Linked DNA regions of Rattus norvegicus: region 1 is linked to region 2. A link is a contact called in public Hi-C data. All regions are on one chromosome and are shown on one strand. Each heading gives the region's core, a stretch centred on a gene start, on an enhancer-like site or on the middle of the called end of the contact. The rest is flanking DNA. Distances are from core to core; before and after follow the strand shown.

Region 1 (6,247 bases), core at 3,544-6,043, 140 kb after region 2:
TGAATATCAGATTGAAAAGCCTTACCCTTATTATTAGGATACTGTAACAAAATTCAGCATGACCTTGATCCAGTACTTTGTCTTGAAATAGTTAATATCAGTAGATAACTGTGGGATTCAGGTTGCTGATGTCCCTGTGGAACAACTATTTACTTGTCAAGGCACAGCCTTGGCTTCGGAGGGGTTCTGAGGAAGGGGTGTCTGGGAGTGGGGAAAAAAAGAACAGCTTGTCAAAAAAACCAAAAAAGTCAAATTGTGGTCCAAACTGGCACCTGTATTGTATTAAGGAAAGCTGAGGAAAAACTGGGATATTTATTTCATCTCTCGGTCTATCTCAAGTAAGTCAAACACTCAAGGTCAATGTTTGCACCCTCAAATTAAAAACAAAAAAGGGGGAGATGCTAAGTCCAGCATGATCCTTGTGGGGACAGAATGACATGGTTTCTGCCCCTGGGACAGGAGCAGCAGGCTTGGGTCTCCATGAATGTCATACCATGGGCATAAGGCTTGCTCGTATAATAATGTACATATTTTGTGTTCCTCTCTTGAGGAATGTCCTCCCTGTTAATGTGAATGACTCCATGATAATCAGAGACAGCATGAGTCCAGGAAGTAAATGCTGGGACCTTCAGGACAGCCCTTAAGGCTGTGAAAAGAACTCTAAAAACATGTTTGAAAATATATGGTTCCTTAACTATACCAAAACGTAAGGGTGCAATATGAATTGTATGAGGAGCTTCACAGATCTAAAGGAACAGAAGCAGCTCGCTGTGAGCCAACTTGACAGAAAGATACTAAGGAAGTAGATAAAGAGACTTAGGGAGTGGTCGGTGGAGGATCCCACCCAGCTAAGTTTGAGCTTACAAAGGCAGACAAAGTCCTGAGTTCAGGGTGGGCCTGGAACAGAGCAAGGTTAGGCCCAGGTGTGATCCAAATGGTAATTTCAGGACCGGGTACCCAGCTAGTTCATTGTTTGTATTTAACAGAGGCAGGCAGATCTCTAAATTCTTTTGCAATGTTAAAAGGAAATGTGTGCTTGCTATCTCTCAAGGGGTTGGAGTCCCAGGATGCTGATTCATAGGAAACCTGAAGTAACTGGGCTTAGGTTCTGCAGATGAGCTATCCAAAAAGTTTTTTAGAGTAGCAAGAGAGAACTGCTTGGAGAACTGTCTCCAGCAGAGAATAGCAAGAGAAAGCTGCCTAGAAAGCTGGTGAGAGAGAGAGAGAGAGAGAGAGAGAGAGAGAGAGAGAGAGAGAGAGAGAGAGAGAGAGCGCGCGCCAGTGAGAGAGAGAGAGGGAAAGCAGAGAGAGAGAAAGCGATCAGAGAGAAAGCAGACTGGAAAGCTGTTTCCAGCTGCCAGCTTGGATCGACTTTTTGGGTTTTTTAACAAGTTTTTTCCCACTCCCAGACACCCCTTCCTCAGAACCCCTCCCAAATCAAGACTGAGTCTTGACACTTATTGTCAGCTTGCAAGGAACCAAAGATAGCACCACATGTTTAGATATCAAAATAAGCATAATGCAAAGCAGTAAGCATGCTAAAATAATTTTGGACAGTCCTTTAAATATTAGGCCAGCGCAGTGTCATTTGACTTTAGTGTATAATCTTGTGTTACATTTTATTGTTTTTCACTGTATAGTAGGAATGTCAGTTAGGATTGAAATGTTGATGAAGTAGTCCTATAAAATACATCTGAAGATCATTAAAGTACATCTGAGAACCATAAGGAATCACTGAAGCTCACGGGGAGTTAAATGTCTGTTTAAGAGAGTTTGAATCTTTAAAATTTGTTTTAAAAATCTGAATCTTGCCTGTGTGGTGGCACACACCTTTGATCCCAGCACTCAGGAGGCAGAGGCAAGTGTATCTCTGTGAGTTTGAGGCCAGCCTGGTCTGCAGAGTGAGTTCCAGGCCAGCTAGGATACACAGAAACTCTATCTTAACCAACCAACCAAACAACCAACCAACCAAACAACCAAACAACCAAACAAACAAAATGCATCTTTAAAAACTTGTTCTGTGAAATTTCATATATGAATACAATATATCTTGTTCATATACAGCACCATTCCTCCCATCCAGCTCCCCTAGGCTCTTCCCAATACACCTTCTTCCCAGCCTGATCCTCCCTTTCAGGGTGAGGGTTGACACACTGAGCGCAGTTGGTGCTGATTATATACAGGCTTGCCTAGATGGACTTCCTTATAAATAAGATGGAAGGATGGCCTGAATGCCCTTTTTTGCTCTAAGATATTTAAATTTTAAACTAATGTGTAAATAGTTTAAATCATTTAATATTTTATAAGAAGAGGAGCCTGCAACATTGACTAACTATTGTCTCTTTTTCAGAAAAGAACACATGGAGTATATTACAAACTCAAGGTGCTCTAGTGCAAGGGGGTTATGGCCACAGCAGTGTTTATGATCACAGGACCAAGGCTCTGTATGTTCATGGTGGCTACAAGGCTTTCAGCGCCAACAAGTACCGGCTTGCAGATGACCTCTACAGATACCATGTGGACACTCAGATGTGGTGGGTGTTTTCCTGAGCTTTCCCTTGATGGTATAGAATCTGCAGAGGCAGTTGATTGAAAAATACTGTGTTGTTTGACTTTTGTCAGCACTGTATGTAACAAAGTTAGCAGATAAATACAGTAATAGAGTTAAAGTAATAATTGTGTTGTTGCTATCTGTTAGTTTTTCTGCTCTTAAGATAGTTAAAAAGTGCTTAGTGTTTTAGACTGATTTCTGTTCTCATCCACTGATCGCTAGTGTAGATTTCCTCCCTTCAGAATTCTCAGCAATAACCGTTGTGCTGATTTTATCAATACTTAAAAAGCATAGCCTTTCTTTTTCCTTTTTGGTGTTGGGGACCAAACCCAGGACTGTGCACATGAATAGGCTATACCATCTTTATCTGTTTAAACTGTCAAATACGATGCTCTCATGCCTGTTTGATTAAGTTTCCCTCCTTGGAACTGAAGCTCGCCTGTAAGAGTATGCATACTACTTTTAGCAAGTGGAAATAAATTTGAATTATGATGTAATTATAAAGCACTAGTCTCTCTGTATCTCTCTCCTCCTCCTACTCCCTCCCTCTTCCTTTCTGTCCCTCTCTCTCAACATACATTAGAGATCATGCTGTGAATGTAATTTATGGGTCCTGAGGATCACTGTCTTTAGTGGCTGTGAACCACTGAGCCTATGTGGTTGGCGGTTCTGCCATACTAATAAAACACTGAACATAAATTTTGATTTGTATTTCACATAATTCTTACCTGGAATTCTTAAGTGGAATTATGGAGCCATAGAGAATGAACATTTTAGTGCTTTTAATATAGTTTCCCAAAATTCTTATCAGATTTTCATGATTTTTTTAAGGAAGTGGCTTACATACAAGGAGAAATCAAGTATTGCACATTTGAATCTGAAGTTATAAAGTAATTACATGTAAATTGCCAGATAGATAAGTATTCTTCTAAAACTAACCTTATATTTATTATTTTTAAATAAACTCAAAAGGACCATTCTTAAGGACAGCCGATTTTTCCGTTACTTGCATACAGCTGTGATAGTGAGTGGAACCATGCTGGTGTTCGGAGGGAACACACACAATGACACTTCCATGAGCCACGGTGCCAAATGCTTCTCCTCAGACTTCATGGCTTATGACATTGGTAAGCTTTCCAAAGATGGGTTAGATCAGGAATATTTTATTTGCCTATGAGCAACATTAAAGATTGAAAATATATCTATGTCAAAATAATTGCACCACTTAAAAAAAGTCCAAGTGGTTGAATTTGCATTTAATTGAGTAGGGTTACACATCTATTGAAAAGCATTACTTTGCATTAAACTACATTAAACTCTGAAATCACTCTTGCTAATTGCTTGAATCTTTTTAAAGGCTGAGTTAACTGGCATCTCCTTCCTTATAAATGCCTTATGTAGTAGTAGTTGTAACTGCCTGCATTAGGTTAAGTTTTAGGGAATATGCTGTTTCCAGAAACCTGGCTTTACACATGCTGTCCATGCAATATACATGTGGCTAGAAGAGGGCAATGTCTGTTTATTCCTAGAAAACAAACATCAACTGCTCTTTTGTGTAAATACAGTCCATATGATGTCCTTTCTGTTTGTTTTGTTTTGTTGCACTTTGAGACAGTCTCACTATGTAGTCTGACTGCCTGGAGCTCAGTATATTTCAAGCTGATCTTGAACACAGAAAAAATCCTCCAGCCTCTGTCTCCTGAGTGCTGAGATGAAAGATGTGTACCACCACACCTGACTAGAGATTCGTTTTTGTAATTATTTTCATTGTGGTGAAATGTACTTAACAACACTCACCATTTTGTTGTTTTCATCAGTTGAAGTGAACTAGATATACCCACAGTGTTATTCACACCATGTCGCCCTCTGCATGCTGTCTGCTGTAACTGAGACTCTGCCCTTAAGCAATAGTCCTTCTCTTCATCCTCACACCAGACTCTTGAAATCATCCTCTTTGTCTCTATGATTTTGACCCAGTCTGCTAGGCGTTCATTTTTTTTTTTCTTTTTTTCGGAGCTGGGGACCGAACCCAGGCCCTTGCAATTGCTAGGCAAGCGCTCTACCACTGAGCCAAATCCCCAACCCCCTAGGCGTTCATTTTTTAAAGAAAATTTTGTTTACTTTTATGTGTATGTGCGTTTTGCATGTATGTATGTTAAGCACACCATGTATGTTCAGTGCTCGTGGAGGCCAAAAGTAGACATTAGATTTCCTGTAGCTGGAATTGCAGACTTTTGTGAGCCATCACGTGGGTTCTGGGAACTGTGCCAAGATCCTTTGGAGGAACAGTGAGTGTTCTTAACTGTTGAGCCATCTTGCCAGCCCTAGATGTTTGTTTTTAACAGATGTGTTTCTGTTAGCCATTGAACTTTTAAATTGAGAATGGCGGATACACTATACTTAGTTCTTAGCTTCAAGCTGAAGGGAGCACAAACGAGAAGACAATATAATTGTAACTCAGGAGGATTCTTGCTGAAAAGAAGATATGAAATTACCTCTGAGCACTCTGAAGCCACTGGGGTAGCATGGTGGTCAGGAAAGGCATTCTTGAAGAGAAACCTTGCTAGCCTGCTGCTGAGGAGCCCTGAGAGTCAAGTAGACCTACCAGGCAGGGGACATTTAGTACAGACCAAATAGCTGGAAAAGTATATGGCAAACATTTAGGACTTTTGAACTGTCCCTTTTCTCTGACGTAGTAGCACAAAAGGTAGCAGGTAACTGTTAGACTAGACTGTTCAGATCTTATTCAGAATGCAAGGATCATTGGTCTTTTGAAAAGTCTCACAGTGAAAGTGATAGAGTCATATGCGTGTGTTGTACTTTTTTTGTTTGTTTGTGGGTATTTTAGATTTTTCTTGTTTTTCTTTTTGTAAGTCTGGGCCTCACACTATGGTCCAGGCTGGCTTAAGACTTATGGTAACCATCCTATGTCTGCCTTTGTGGGCCACCATGACCAATTTGAGAAGATGTGTTGGGTGCATTGTGATAACCGATTTGGAAGGGGCATATTGACAATTAGGAGGCTACTGCTGCAGAAGTCCTAATGAGGTTTGAGTGAAGGCCATGGAAGTAGCAGTGACAACTGCTAGTGTCTGGCTCTTGTGTGTTGTGACAGAAACATAACTGCCCTTTCTTGGCAAGTGTCTGCTGTGGACCACCTTTGTTAAACTGAAAGCACATATAGAGGAAAACTTATGGACATGATTGCACAAGGCCAGGAGGGTGAGAAACATGGTGGGATTGAGGCCAGTCTGAGCTATCTAGTAAGACTATGTCTTTAATAAAAATAGCAAAAATTATAAAAACAGGGACTAGGATCTGGGAAGAAGAGCATGAACTAAGTGTGGGGCATATCCAACTGGAAATGTCTTTAGGACAGAGCTGATGGCTAAGAGGAGACTGTAGGAGAGGTGAGTTATTGTGGGGCATAAAAGATGAGCAAGAGTCAGAGACACTTGGAGAACAGAGTCTGAACAAGAGTAGAGGCTGTAAAGAGAGTGTCAGAGAAACAGGAGAAAATAGGTGAGATTAATGACCTGTGAGATACAATTAACTGCCAGAAGAGTGGCTAAAAATGACTGGAGAACCCTTCAGATTTGTCAACAAAGAAATCCGTTAGCATAATTTAGGGTGCAGGCAGCTGAGGAAGGACATCGGTGAGATATGTGCTCTGAGTGTTCATTTTTATTAAAGCTT
Region 2 (5,493 bases), core at 2,518-5,017:
TATTTGCTGACTGACGACACACTGGCTGTATTACTGAACATGGAGCCTAGGTTCACACATGCTCAGCAAGCAGTCTGTCTGTCACCATTTCACTTTTTTTTTTTTTTTTTTCGGAGCTGGGGACCGAACCCAGGGCCTTGCACTTGCTAGGCAAGCGCTCTACCACTGAGCTAAATCCCCAACCCCGCCATTTCACTTTTTTAAGACAGGGTCTCACTAAGTTTCTTCAACTGGCCCTGAACTCAATATATAGCTCAGGGAGGCATTGAACTTGCAATCTTCCTGCCTTAGCCTCTTAAGCAGCTATGATTTCAGAGCTGTGGCACCAGGCCTGTTTTTTTTTTGTTTTGTTTTGTTTTTTTTTTTTGTTTTTTGTTTTTTGTTTTCTCTTTTTATGACTATCTAGCCCTCGATGACCTGGAATTCACTGTGCAGACCAGGCTGGCCTTGAATTCTCAGCAATCCTCCTGTCTTTGCCTCCTAAATGCTGGAAGCATCACCACAGCTGGCTTCACAATGCACTATCAATGAGGAGATAAGTATCAAACGGAAATAACATGGCTATTCAATCAAGAAATAGCACCAATCATGGCAGGGACTCAGCACTAAATCCAGTATTTCAAGTTCATGGCCAGAGGTTCACTTGGCTCCGAGCAACTGTGAACCTGGACGTCACATGTCAGTCTTAGGACAGTCGCTGTGTACAGCAGTGAGCTCTGTGCACAGGCGGAGGCTGGAAGGAAACCCAGGCAGATTCAAGAGCCATGAAATGGGAAATGGTATGGGGCAGAAATATTAAAGTAGCCTGAGTGCGAAAAATGAACGCAGTCATAATTCCAAAAGAAAAATGGGCTCTGCTCAATGGATCTCCCATGGCAGAGCCACAAGGCCTCTCTCTAACAAGGCCACGCTAGGAACTGGTGGAGAGGAAAAGTGCAAAGAGAAGAAAAGAGTCTCTCTCTCTCTCATGTCTCAGCACTGGGCTTCCTCAAGTCCCAGAGCCCTCAGATCCCTGTCCTAAATCAACTGTAGACTTCCTGCTAAGGGAGACATTTTATGACACCTGAAAAGTGGGGCGGCAGTGTACACACCACACATAGTCTGAATATAACTTAAAGTTTCAGGATCCCAAAACAGATGTATCATAACAACTGCTAGCTAAATCTAATCACACATTTCATACTCTCAAAGTGCTCTGATATCTAACAGAGTAAACAGTCAGATAATAAAAGAAGAAAATATGGTCAAGTGTGGTGTCTTTAATCATTTAATCCAAGCACTGGGGAGGCAGAGGAAGCCAGATCTCTGTGAGTCTGAGAGCAGCATGGTCTACGTACACAGTGAGTTTCAGTTCGGAGGAGAGAAGGAACAAAGAGAATATGAAGCTGGGCATGATGGTATGTGCTTGAGACCCTAGCACGAGCTCAAGGATGCCACTCTGATTTAAACAGAAACACCCTATATCAAAAACAAAATTAAACTTAAAAAGGCAGCAGCAGCAGAAGGAGAAGGAAGGAGGAGGAGGACTAGGAAGAGAAAGAGGAGGAGGGGACAAGATGAGATGGGAAGGTTGGCCAGTATGCTAGCATGAGCTTTTAATCACAGAATTCGGTGAGTTTGAGGCCAGCCTGGTCTACACAGCTTGTTCCAGGATAGCCAGAGCTACATAAAGGGAACCTGTCTCAATAAATTAAAATAAATTTAAAATCATGTAAAATGTTTTAAAAACTACCTTTGAAAAGTAAGTACCTCACGCTGGCCTTTTTACGAACAGGGAGGCTAAGGCGGGAGGAAGCATGTGGGCTGTGGTGGCCCACATCGTTCACCACAGCACTCAGAGGCATCTCTGAGCTCTATCTGTGAGTGTGATGTCAGTGTGGTCTACACAACAAGTTCCAGGACAGCCAGGACTGCAGAGTGAAACCCAGCCTCAAAATCCTAAAGTTAGAAGCACAAATCTGTTAATCTTAGCTTTCTAACTATAAGGATCTAAAACTGACTTTAATAATTTGGAGCAAAATGCTTAGTATTTTACTGAGTATCTCCTGTGCCAAATGACAGGATAAGAGCACCTCTTTGGGAATTTAAACACACTCCTTATTTTTAGTACTGAAATGTCCTTGCAAACATGGCTGCACTGAAATGTGCAGTGACTGGACACTTCCAGAATAAATTGTTTCCAAACCACTACATGTAAGAGAAGGTATTTTATTTTATACTTCATTTTTTTTATCTTATTTTATTCACATGGGTACTGTGCTTGCATATATGACTAGATATCACGTGTATGCCTGGTAGCTGCAGACAGGCCAGGAGAGGAGGTCTGATCCCCTCCGACTCAAGCTGCAGACAGTTGTGAGTAGTCGTCTAGGCATAAGGAATTGGCTCCAGTCCTCTGGAGGAACAGCCAGTTCTCTTAACCATTGAGCCATCTCCCCAGACCCCTGAAAGAAATGTTATTTTATTTTATTCAAGGAAGGGTCTTTCTATAGCCCTGTCTTGGAATCTACTATGTAGACCAGGCAAGCCTTAACTGCACAGAGATGCACCGGCCTCTGCCTCCCAAGTCCTGGGATTAAAAGGCTTGAAACACATTGCCTGGCCAAGAAATTTAAAATCAAAATCTGAAACAAACAAACAAAAAGTAAATTGAATAATTGATGGTGTCTTCTAGTACCGTTAGAAGCTACATCCATAAACTCTCACCAACATGACTGCCCAAACATGAGCTAAACAAGGACCCCACCAATGACATGTCAAAGTGGACAGAGAAAAGTCCAGGAAACCTCAACCCTACACAAAAAACTATGGCAACTGAGAAAAGCTGGGAGCAGGAGAGTTGTCCCTACCTAGGAAAGAGCACGCTGATTGCCTGTCCAGTGACATATGAGAGGTTTTAGAGCAGTGATTTTCAACCTTCCTAATGCTGTGACCCTTTAATACTTTTCCTCATGTTGTGGTGATCACCAAGCATAAAATTATTATTGTTGCTCTTTCATAACTGTTATTTGTCACAATGTAAATGTTTTTTAGAGACAGAGGGTTGCCAAAGGGGTCATGAACCATAGGTAGTGAACATTGGTTGGGAGTGAAGAGAAGGAAAGGGAAGGAAAAGGTGTTACATTGTATTATAATATCAAAATCTAAAAAGAAAAGGACCGGATGAAGATCACAGTGGTGGCTCCTGCATGCAAACCCAGAACCCAAGAGGCTGAGAAGCACCTGGTCTGAAGCCAGCCTGATACAGAGTGAGAGCATACCTCAGACAGAAAGATGAGGAAGAAAACACAAAGAAAGGAAGGATACTAACTCCAAGTATTTTCCGTCTCCTTTTTCTGCATTCATAATAAGAAGGACAGCTCTAACTAAACTATATGGATAGTATTGGGGTTGTTACCAAGGTAAGAATTTCAAAGACGATACAACTCAGAATTATTTACAGTTTAATAAGAAAACTCTTCATTGTGTAACTGGGGCTTTCTTGTTTATTTTGTGATGTTTAGCAGCAGCCCTGGTGTCCACTAGATGCCAGTAGTGCCACATACTGAGCCACGGCCATCAAAAATGTCTTCAGACATTGCTAAATGTCTCCCAAGGGACAAAACTGCCCTCCCTCTGAGACCACACTATTCAAGTGAGATCATCTGACATCCAATGTTTGCCTTCATGGTCTCCCAGCTGCCTTGCAAGTGTCTTGTCTCTTGTCCAGTTTTACTTGTTTGTTCTATGTCTCCTGACTCATCTTGCAGACAATTTATAATGCTAAGTATATGATATGAGAAGTAGCTCCCGGGCAACAGCCCACAGGAGCATCAACACATGCAGTGTCTCCAAGCCAGAGAAAGCTGACTGCAGGCAGAAAGACTCCATTGTATTAAAGTCACACAAAAAACAATTCCCAAAGACAGCAGGACAATAGCCCCTTGTTCCTCAGCTAAAGATCCACATAAAATCTTCTTTCTCACAAGAGCAGCTTACAAGAGCAGCTCGTCTTTGCCTCAAAGCAGAGAATGCTCTCACTGGCAACAGTACACAATCTGAACCTTCAGGGAAAAGGAGCAGCGGCAATACTAAGAAAAACTAGTACCCTGCCAAGAGACAAATCCAAACGCCAAGGTCTGCTTTTGGTCTCAAAATGATTTACCAATAAATGTATTCTGGAAACTGCTGTTGATAGTCTGTTGTCCACTGCATGACCAATAGGAATGTCCTATTTTAATAGGCTAACAAGGAAATGCTATTTTTCACTATTAAAAAGATAAAATCTTGCCTGGTGTAATCCCAGCTACTTGGGAGGCCGAGGCCAGGGGGTTGCCAATTTTAAGACCAATTAGGGGAATCACACATCACTCAAAAAGTAAAACAAAATAAGGCAAAAATTTACTGGAGTTTTGGACTACTTAAATTCTGATTATAATTTCCTATTAAAAGATCACAAATGTGGTGCTGGATGTGTGTCTTTAATCCCACTACTAGGAAGGCAGAGGCAGGTAGATCTCAGAATTCAAGGCCAGTCTGGTCTACACAGTTAGTTTCAAGCCAGCTAAAGCTTTATGAGACTATCTCAAAACAAATAAACAGCAATGACAAAACCCCAAACCACAGAAACAGAAATAAAAAATCATGAGCTGGGGCTGTCAGGATGGCTCAGCAGTTAAACGTACTTGTTATTCTTCCAGAGATCTGGATTCGATTCCCAACACCTGAATGGAGATTCACAACCATCTGTAACTCTAGGTCCAGGGGACCTGATGTCATCTTCTGGCTTCCAAGGGCACCAAGTATGCATACATGCTCACATGCACACACACACACACACACACAAGCAAAACACTCATATGATACAGTAAAATTAAAACTAAAACAATTTTTACAAAAACATCATGAATTAAGGGTCCAAAGAAATAAATCACTGTCTCCTATAATTTGCCAATGTAATACAGACTTACCATCTAGGATTTCTTCAGAAAATCCAGTTTTCTCAAAATCAGTGGTATTCTGACTGTATAAACCAAACAGAAGGTAATTTGCCAGCTCTCTACAGCCTTCGTTGTACCTGCTGTCAATTCCTGCAAAGCAAAGAAGCCTGTGACTCGCTGTCCTGCACCGTGGAATACAGAAAGTGCCAACGATTTGCCCGTTTAGTAAAGCCTTGATGGTCAAACCAGTTTTGTGCTAAAACTAAATGAACAACCCCTTGTGTGAGAAACAGGCTGAGGCATACGGTACCTTCCTTGGATCTCAAGACCTACACAGGTCAAAGAATTAAGCAACAAGGGGCTGGGGATTTAGCTCAGTGGTAGAGCGCTTACCTAGGAAGCGCAAGGCCCTGGGTTCGGTCCCCAGCTCCGAAAAAAAGAACCAAAAAAAAAAAAAAAAAAAAGAATTAAGCAACAAGATTACTAATGCTGAAAAGCATTTTTTTCTTTCAGGTTTTACTTTACATGTGTGGGTGTTTAAATTCCATGTATATGTATATCATGTGTGTCTGGT

Evidence for each region. A called contact is a pair of places that touch in the nucleus more often than the background predicts.
Region 1: a Hi-C map of Schwann cells shows a contact between it and region 2, with 2.7 times the contacts expected there. The contact joins two enhancer-like sites. A contact is called at or near these places in 12 of 12 Hi-C or Micro-C datasets (the A7r5 cell line, the Rat2 cell line, Schwann cells and 7 more) and 1 of 1 datasets of contacts at active chromatin or transcription factors (oligodendrocytes).

The regions. Positions count from the first base shown.
Region 1 is chr3:138,621,483-138,627,729 of GRCr8, forward strand. It overlaps Atrn (attractin), which reads left to right. Exons shown (of 29, transcript NM_031351.2): 9 at 2,351-2,534; 10 at 3,524-3,678. Among named protein-coding and RNA genes, the nearest start is that of Atrn, 61 kb to the left of the region's middle. Within about 2 kb of position 4,794, at least 24 of the 93 cell types and tissues checked have an H3K27ac peak or open chromatin away from gene starts, as enhancers often do. A contact at or near this core is called in Schwann cells, where this site is marked.
Region 2 is chr3:138,483,339-138,488,831 of GRCr8, forward strand. Dnaaf9 (dynein axonemal assembly factor 9) reads right to left here. Exons shown (of 37, transcript NM_001109206.1): 3 at 4,950-5,069. Among named protein-coding and RNA genes, the nearest start is that of Dnaaf9, 20 kb to the right of the region's middle. Within about 2 kb of position 3,768, at least 60 of the 93 cell types and tissues checked have an H3K27ac peak or open chromatin away from gene starts, as enhancers often do. A contact at or near this core is called in Schwann cells, where this site is marked.